2 separate regions of the Mus musculus genome follow, and region 1 is linked to region 2. Evidence: chromatin contacts called from public Hi-C data. All regions are on one chromosome and are shown on one strand. Each heading gives the region's core, a stretch centred on a gene start, on an enhancer-like site or on the middle of the called end of the contact. The rest is flanking DNA. Distances are from core to core; before and after follow the strand shown.

Evidence for each region. Hi-C and Micro-C count contacts between places; a contact is called where the count stands out from the background.
Region 1: a Hi-C map of CD8 T cells shows a contact between it and region 2, with 4 times the contacts expected there. The contact joins the promoter of Itk here to the enhancer-like site in region 2. A contact is called at or near these places in 3 of 484 Hi-C or Micro-C datasets (CD8 T cells, Th2 cells and regulatory T cells), 2 of 115 datasets of contacts at active chromatin or transcription factors (CD8 T cells and thymic regulatory T cells) and 1 of 9 other capture datasets (liver).

The regions. Positions count from the first base shown.
Region 1 is chr11:46,386,350-46,391,184 of GRCm38.p6, reverse strand. It overlaps Itk (IL2 inducible T cell kinase), which reads left to right and starts at 1,670. Exons shown (of 17, transcript NM_010583.3): 1 at 1,670-1,912. The coding sequence starts at 1,775.
Region 2 is chr11:46,082,119-46,086,892 of GRCm38.p6, reverse strand. The region is part of intron 3 of Adam19 (a disintegrin and metallopeptidase domain 19 (meltrin beta)); the gene reads right to left. Among named protein-coding and RNA genes, the nearest start is that of Mir8100, 18 kb to the left of the region's middle. Within about 2 kb of position 2,117, at least 76 of the 459 cell types and tissues checked have an H3K27ac peak or open chromatin away from gene starts, as enhancers often do. A contact at or near this core is called in CD8 T cells, Th2 cells, liver and 1 more, where this site is marked.

The DNA.
Region 1 (4,835 bases), core at 421-2,920, 300 kb before region 2:
TACAAAGTGAGTTCCAGGACAGCCAGGGCTATACAGAGAAACCTTGTCTCGAAAAACCAAAAAAAAAAAAAAAAAAAAAAAAAAAAAAAAGTCTACCTCTTTTGTACATATTTTTCTGTCTTAAAATCTCAGCTTATCCCTTCTCTCCCCTCCCCTCCCCTTCCCTTTCCTCTCTTCCTCTTCCCTCCCCGCCTCTTTTTGCCTTCATTATTCAGCAGCATCCAATGTATGATGTGAAAGGAGGCTGCAATTAGCAATTACATCTAAAACTACACAGGAAAGTTGTACTGCCTCCCTCCCTTTGTCTCGTCCTCTGTTCTTCTCTGATGAGCTGCCTCTGCCTGCCCCGGGACTTCTTGGCTATTAACTTCCTGGTCACATAAGTTCTACACCATAACATTATCCTGACTCAAAGGTCAGACCCTGTGAATTGTCCACAGGGCAGATAAGCTTTAGTTCCCAAAGAGCCCTTACAAGGAGGTAGCTTGCTGTCTGTCTGTGTGTCCTGCCTCCTCATTAGAGTCCTTATGGCAGAGGAAAATAGGAGAGAGGATTCCATGTGGGAAAGTCTGAAAGGCTTCCCAGAGAACGTTGCAGGTCGGCGAGGCTGGCAGTATCTCATAGGCGCTCACTGGAAAAGAAAGAGACAAGAGAGAGTGTTCAGACACAGGACACTGCATTTTTGAAGTAGCATACACAGAAGGAAGCCAGGCACACCAACGGTGTCCAAAGGGGCCCCTGCAGTGCCTCATACAAGACCCCTGTTGCTTCCTTTCATAGATGAAGGAACTGATATTCCAAGCCACTGGACAGTGGTAGGTAGTAGAGATGGAATTCAAACCGATAGGTAGAATAAACAGCCCTGTGCAGATCTCTGCATGCCCTAATCCCTATAACCTGTGACTGTGTGTTGTTGGGTGATAAAGGGGAATTTACATTCCAAATGGAGTTATAGCGCCCATCTGCTGACCTTAAAATAGGGAGCCTGCCCTAGACGACCACTGTGAGAAGGGCCCAGTGTGGTTCTCAGGATCCTTAAATGGAGCAGAGGTAGGAGGAAGAGATTTTGGCAATACAGAGCAAGCAGGGCTCGACCTGCAGTTTGGGGGTTTGAAGATGGAGTAAAAGAGTCAAGACAGAGGCCACCAGAGTGTCCCTCAGTAGGGAGGATGGTCGCAGAGGCAGTGTCCCCTAGAGATCTGCAAGAAAGGCGCACAGTCCCACAGTCACCATGACTGTCACTCAACCAGACACATTTCAGACTTCTAAACTAGAGAATTGTAAGGCGCTTTGAGCCTTGTGGCTCTATGGCGCTTTGAGCCACTAAGCCTGTGGCAGGCAGTCCATGATAATAGCAATGGGAAACTTACATACAAGCTGAGCTCCATTGACCCCTGGATCCCTGTTCTTAGTCCCTTGTTTACATGACTTAACTGTTGTCAAGGCTAAACCAGGAGCTAGAAGAATTATAAGTGAACTCCTCTTATAATTCTAGGTTTCTTCAAACTTCTTTTTCAAACCATATAGCTAAGGGTACGCATGTGCCTCCCAGCTTGGTGAATTTTGAAAGGATGTGGTCATGGCCTTTGACATCAGAGGAGGGAGCTCAGCGGTGAGGCTGGCTGATGCTGATAGAAAAGATAAGGTTAGAGGCAAGTTGCCTTTGAACGACTCTCTAAAGATCAACTGCATCCTGTCTCAGTCTCCGCTGCTCCTCTCCTTCAGTCGCACTGCGGGGTGATGCCCAAGGCGCATCACTTTTCAGAACTGGACCATGAACAACTTCATCCTCCTGGAAGAACAGCTGATCAAGAAGTCCCAACAGAAGAGAAGGACTTCTCCCTCGAATTTTAAAGTTCGTTTCTTTGTCTTAACGAAAGCCAGCCTGGCCTACTTTGAGGACCGCCACGGGGTATGAGAAGGCTTACGTTGTGCTTTGTTTATTTTGTTTATTTATTTTGTTTATTTACTTTGTTCTGTGTTTGGACTGAGCTGATTCCTGAGATAAACTTGAACACCTGGGATGCAGGTACAGTGTGTTTTGGAAGCCACCAAGTAGAGTTAGAGATCGGAAGAAATGTGGAGAGTTCTGAGACTCCAGTGTCAGTTAGATTTGGCTATTTCAATTCTAAAATCTGTAGGTTTAACGTTCATACATTTCTTATGTGGTGAATGTTGTGGATAGGACTTGAAGTTTATGTAAACATGAAGTATATGTGGCATCTACAGTCTGTAGGACAGTAAAATATTAACTATGGCTTATTAAGACGTAAGGGGAAACCTAGCTCAACTTCCCTGTTTTACAAAAGAAGTGGTTCTTAGACTGTGAAGGGAGGTCCTATGTAAGATTTTCACGACTTGAACTCTGCTTATCTCAATGGTCATCACTGCCCTGAGGCCATGGGGTCCTACTTCCATTAAAGTGACATTCTAAAGTTGGAAGGAACAACCCTCTTTGTGGTAAAACATCTCAGGAGACTGGGGGTGTGGAACACAGAGTTTCTGCCTGCAGACCAGGGATCCCGCTAGAGTGTGTCGGCTCAGCTGGAGGCGTCTAATGACATCTTCGTGCACAGCAATAACAACAAAAGCAAGCGAGTGTGTGTTAATACTACAGTGTGACAGGAGCACTGGGTGGTGCTGGGAGCTTAGCCCATGGCTAAGTCCTCTCTGAGGCAGCCAAGGGCCAAGAGCATTGGCTGGGGCAAGACTTGGTCTTTTGAGAGTAGGGTTGCTTTCTAAAATAACCTAGGTCTATCTTGACTGCAAGTTACTCCGAGGCCAGAAGCTACTGGATCTGCTGACACTTGCTGCTAACGGCAGGGTGATTTAGGTAATGGTATATTGATGTCACACCCTTCTCAGTCCAGGCAGCCAGAAGCCCCTCTGACTAGGCTGGTTAACTCTGTGAACCAGAGAGGAAGGGAAGCGAAAGAATTAAGATGCTTTATACAGGCAAATATGCGCAGACACATATACATTCACACATATATTTACACTTTCATTCACATTCTTATTTGCACGTTAACACATTCACATTTTTGTTGGGCCCAATCACCTGTCTCATACACTCCACAAGCATTCATGCATGCTTACATACACACATACTCCTACGAACATACATATAGACAAACAGACATATACATCTGGATAGATAGATGGATGGATGGGCAGAGCCCCCCCCCCCCCAAGCCAAACTATCCAACTAACAACTTAATTTCTTTCCTCTGGCTTTTTTATACCTTCTCAGACAAAAATTTCTTTAGAAAATTACCTCAGAGATAAAATGTTACACAAATTTGAAGTTACAAAAAGATGTTGATATTTTAGCTCAAAGGAGTGTTTCATTCTATATGCTTGTTACAAGTTCAAAGCTTTTACATGGCCCTGGCTTATCATAGTTCATATCTGTGGTTGTATCCTTGGGCCTAAATGTTTTTCCTTGAACACAAATTTGTCCCAAGTCTATTTCTCTTTTTAGTATAATTATTAAAAGCTCATTGTATTTCTTATTATGCAGCCTTTTCTTACTATTCTGAGGAGTGGGCACATTCTATTCTTGACTGTAACCTTATTACAACTTTCTAGCAAAGCAACTAAGACCATCTCTTAAAACTTCCTAAAATTATTTGAATCAAATCGGGAATTCTATAGAATCATTATTAATTCATCTAAACAGCATTAATTCATGAACATTCATCTTTATGCTGATCTGAAGGAAATCTGATCAATAGGGTGGGCTAATGCCCAGGGACTGTTAGTTGCATAATGACAGGAAAGGCATATCAGTTGTAAGAAGCAATCCTAAGATGACATCTCTTTGGCCTTACCATAAAGCTCACCCATTGCGCACCATGCCAAAAATCCAACGTACCACCTCTAGGAAGGCCCCCTGCTAACCTTAACCTATCCTAGATGTCTCCTGACAGGGTGCGGGTCAAGTCGTCGCTGCACTTCCCACTGAGTGAGTCAGCCTGGGCAAATGTCCTCCATCAGACTCGTCTCCTTTGTAAATACAAGGACTAGACAGCAACCCCAAGTTCCACTCTTTCTTTCAAAATCTTTTGTTTTTGACACAGTGACGCTTGTTTAATTCTCCACAAACACTTTTCGAAGCTTGTTTGATTTCTCACCATATGGTTGTAGTATTTCTGCATCTTTAGAGGGGCTGGGCACTGATGAGTACTTAGGCTTTAGCTTGGTGCTCACCGAGATGAGGAGGCTTCTGTTCCCTGCTGGTGTCTCGCTAGAAGATCCACGTGAGGGGAGTGAGGTCCAGTCTATGAGGCTTTCCGTGAATGTGGAGCAAAGCACTTAGAGGGGGGAAAGGCCTAGCCTCATAAGTGTCAGGGAAAAGAATGCCTACCTCTCGAGAATCACTTGTCTTCAGCAGGGTCTCACTTACAACTTACCAATAGATGAGAGGCAGATAGAATAACATATGTTTAGGCCCCATTGGTGAGTGGCCAGGTAGGTGCCGAGCTGTGGGCCTGGGGGATTCCCCACATAGAACTAATAAGTCACATGGCATCAACTCTCTGTTTCTGTGAACGCAACATGAAATTCATGTTACGTAGTGAGAGCATAGCCACGCACCTTTAAATGACTTTTCTCTAAATGGATTTTACACTTTAACCAGTTTTTAAAAAATAGTTTTTAATTTTTGAGATTAGTATATAATTACATTATTTCTGCTTTTCCTTCCCTCTACCAAACTCTTCCATGTATCCTCCTTGCTCTCATTCAAATTCATGGACCCTTTTCTCTTTACTTGTTGATGTTGTTGTTGTTGGTGGTGGTGGTAGTGATGTATATGTGATAATGTTACTATATAA
Region 2 (4,774 bases), core at 868-3,367:
TCTGAATAGCTCCTGGTCCTGAGTGCAGTTTTTATGTTATGCCCAAAGCATGTCTGGATAACCAGATCCTTTAGCCAGCAGGATCTATTTAATCCTCTCCATGGCTCTCTCCCCACTGTGAGTATGAACATGAATATCCATCAGTACAAAGAGGGCCTGACATCTCATGATCAGGCAAGCTTAGCTAGCTGGCAAGACACCTGAGGGGCCCAGGAAATGGCTTACCGATAAGAGTTTGTGGGTTTGCTTAAGGATGCCCTACAAAGCCTGTCCTGAACTGAACATTTATTGGTTAAGAATGGTTCGGGGAAATAAAATTTTCTCAGAAATACCAAATTTTAAAGAGCAAGAAATATCCCCATGGTAGCAACCTGTATAGTAACCAGTATTTGGTAAATAATCATGGTTGCTGTTCATCAGATTAGCTGAAGTCACAGCGGCCTGGGGAGGAGTACTGGGGGGGGGGGGGGGAGGACAAGACTGCCATACTATGAAGAGAGACTTTATGACTGAGCCTGGGGGAGCGGAGGAAAGCAATCTCCAAGAAGCCACCAGATCTTTTAAGAAACTCAGAAGAGGGGACCAGGTATATCTGACCCTGAAACAAGACAGAGTGGGTATCTGAAAACACAAACTTAGCACCCTCAAAGGTGGGTGCCTCTGGCTAAATACTTGAGAACTATTCTAAACCTGCCCTGGGATTCTTAGCATCTCAGAACACAAGTGAGGACCACTGAAAGGGCCCCTCATGGACCACAGTAGGCTACTATCCTACCCTGCCTAGCACCTGGGCCAAGTTCTAGCCAGATGACAGTGGCCTAGTTTGAATTTAGGTGAATCCTCCCATCTCAGTACACTGCAGACTAGGATACTAGGAATTGGCCAAGGTTCTTGCTCTAACTTAGCCAAATGACCTGGTCACAAGCCAGGACTGGAAGGTCTCAGCTCTGAAGGTCATGGTGAGTGACACTGCAAGTACATCAGAGGCCCTGCCCAGCAGCAGATCCCAAAGAGCCAGCCGATATCCCCGGATCCAGTCCAAAGCAAGGCATCTACCATAATAATGAAAAAACCTTTATGCCCTAACCTCTCTGCTCAGTCTTTCCCTTTTACAGATAAGGAATCTGAAAAGAGTAAAAGTAACATATTGTCATGAAAGTTCTAATCTGTTTCCAAACACAGAAGTCTCAGTCCACAAGGATATGTGAAATCCTGGTGGCAGCTAGGTCAGGAGTTGGCAGAGGAAGGGCGTTTGTCCAACCTCGCTCGTAGTATGTATTAGAGGCTGTAGGAAAGCCTGGGTTCCTCGTGTCCTGATTTCGTCATACACTTACTTTAAGTGCTTGGCTCCAGGACCTACGTCTGCAACCCACCTCACACTACAAATATTGACTAAGGCCAGCCATATGCCAGGCACCGTGCTAGAGGATTGTTGAGCATTAGCCCTCAAAGGCTGGTATCACTCCTACCCTGCGGGGACCTACCTCTCTCCCAGGATGAAGATGATCCACGAAAATACCTGAAAAGAGCTGACAGGCCACGTGGAGGCAGGTTTTACCAGAAAGTCCCCCAGAAACTCAGACCCATTTCAAACCCACCTTCCTTCTTTTTAGAACTGGTATGAAAGCCGACCTCTAGTTTCCTCTAGTTATAAAACTATGAGGGAAGTGTGCATATATGCGTATATGTATTCCTGTGTGTGAGTGTGTGTGTGTATAGTTGTGTGGGTACTGTCAAGTTTGTGTATGTGTGCTGAAGGTAAGGCTGGCCTAGACACTGGGAGCTGAGAGTCTCTTGCTCTACTCGTCCCAACCACATTGTTATACTACATATCTCACAATCTAGTCTGACCTTTGTGTAAACCCTAAATCTAGAATCTGGTTAAGGCAAGAAATAAAGAGCTTCCAGAAAAACAGGGCCCCTGTTGGCCCTTCCAAGCTTAGATCACTCTTTCCTTTATGATTCAGTGTCTCTCCAAAGGAATTCTTTTTCCCAGAACTCCCTTCTCCTGAAAGGTTTTGAAAAAAAGAAACTATGCTTGATATAATGCAGCCATTATAGCCCCTTGGCCCATCTGGACCTCTCCCAAGGGAGGCTGATGCAAGAGGAGACTATGAGGTCCCTGCCAGTTTTCTCCAAACACGCTACCTGGGGGGAGGGGAGGAAATCCATGGGGACACATGGAAGCCATGAAGAGACCGGAAAAGAGCCTTACTCCCTTAAATCAGAAAGACCCAGCTTCCACCCGGCTTAGTCAAGAAGCTGAGGAGTGCCTAGCTAAACTTCATCCACTCAGAGGTATTGCTGTTTGCCACAAAAGCCAATATGAGACACTTCCAAGCCCCAGCAAGGCTCCCAAGTGAAGTCTCTACTGTTGAATAAGCAGAGGCCTGCTCCTGAGAAGTGAGGTACTGAGAAGTTTGGAAGAGTGAGGGCTGGGGAGATGGCAAAGCAGGTAACGAGCTTGCTGTGTGAGCCTGAGGGCCTGAGTTCAGATCCCATCACTCACTGAAAGACACGGAGACTGAAGGACGCCTGGGAATTTGTTCACCAGACAGGCTAGACAACTGTCGAGCTCCCAACTTGATAAGACCTTATCTTTGGAAGCAAGGAGACGATGAGCGATAGAGAAAGACAACAGATACCAACTTCTGTCCTCTACATGAGCATGGGAATCCCACACTTCCCCCCACCCACACACACACACACTCGAACACCAAAACTCAGATAAGACAGGGCAACTAGGGGAGGTAAGTGTGGGTGATGGGGACACAGGTTGAGTTTTTACAGCAATTTCCTTAGCAGATCTTGCTTCGATCCCACAGAGGTCGTGACTCTCAGAATGAAGACAGTCATTACTTCATCAAACGAGAGAAAACAAGATCTGAGTAAGAATTTGACCTATTTCAGGTCCCACCAGAAGGTAAGGACAAACCCTGGGACTTGACACTGATGTCTCACTCGTTACTCAATGGAAAATCACAGTAAGACCTTGTGTCTGTCTACCCTCTTCTTCATCCTATATTTGCTCTATCTCCCCATCTCCATGACTCCATCTTATAAACCAGCAATCCATCCTTCCCTCTCCATATGGGTCATCTTGTCACCATATCAGACATAAGGTGTATTTGGAGCTGTCTGTCCTATCCGCCTCTTCTACCACCTCCCATTGCTCTCAAAATAAACTCTGGCAAGGCTCTTCAGGAAATCGTGCCTATGTGTTCCCCACCCCCACCCCCTACCCCTGGGCCTGTCTTCACTTCCTTCCTCTGCTCAGGATGTCCTAACCAGAGAGTATAATTTCTTAGCATCTTCCACCTAGTCTTTGTTTTTCTTACAAGAACTATGGTACACAGACATTTAGTCATCATGAGCAGACTGCACCACACTCCTTCTTCACCCCCTTGTTCTAAGAAGTTCCTAAGACGTTGATCTAGGTCAGTAGATCAGTTCTCCCAAGAGCACCTTCTGTTTTTCTCCACCCTAGCAGCTCACCTTGCTCTACTGTAATTGTCTGTGTCTTCTCCACTCGACACGAAATCCCTCGATGTCAGAGAATGTCCTTGCCACTACTTAGCCCAAGAATATCAGACACACAGTTGGCACTCACAGTATGTGCTGAATGACAGGACAGAAGGAAAGAAGGACAAAATGAAGAATTCTTAATGAAGGCTGGGGAGAAGTGTTTGCACACAGATGAAGTGTTTGCAAGGCAAGCACAAAGACCGGAGTTCAATCCCCAGAGATACATACTTTTAAAAAGTCAGGTATGGTGGCGCACAGGTTTAATCTCACTCAATACTGGGGGTGTGGGAAGATTCCTGGGGTTCAATGGCCAAATACTTTGGGAACTTCAGAACAATAAGATGTCCTGTGTCAAAAACAATTAAAAATTATAAAAGGTGAGTGGTCCTTGAAGACCCAACCGCCAAGGTCATCCACTAGCACCCACCCACCTCCCCCACACACAACTTGAGGTGAGGGGAGAAAAGAGGGGAAGGAGGGAAGGGAAGAAGGGTAGGAGAGAGAGAGAGAGATAGAGAGAGAGATTCTCAATGAATTGTCTAAACTCAACCCAGGACCCTAGTGACTTCCATTAAAAAAAACCAGAAGTCTCTAAGCTAACACTCATCCCTAGCTGGATTTAGGCAGAAACTACATCTCACCCCCAACCTAGAACCTATTCATTTAGTATTTAGTAATCAGGAGAGTGCATGTGAGCGAATGTGTGAGTACATTTGTGTGTATGTGTGTGTATACACATATGTGTGACTAAGCCCTAAATGGAGACAATGCAAAGCTTATTTCCTTAAAATCAAAATACCTCCTGGATAAAACGTCAATTCCCTGACAGTGTTACTCCAGGGTCCCCAATGCTGCTTTCACCTCTCACAGGTTTCCCCTCAGAACAGTCATGATTCATTGCCCAAGCAGAAAATTTTAAAGGAAGAAAATATCCTCAAATGTCCAAGGAGCCTAGCTGAAGAGTCATGGTCTTAGAGATAGGAGAAAAGAAAGGAGAAGGTGGTGGGACTTAACAGTGCTCTGCCCAAATGTATATCCATCCATCCATCCATCCATCCATCCATCCATCCATCCCTCCATCCATATGCATCCCACCCACTCAAGCTGAGAGGACACCATCTTAGCCTTGTACTCAGCTCCTTGCAATGCCTAGAATCCCCAGACACATATTCACCCCCATGGTTCAATCCACATTTCGCTTCAGCTAGGAAAGATGGAGGGGGAAAAAAAACGCTTCCCATTCAAAGCA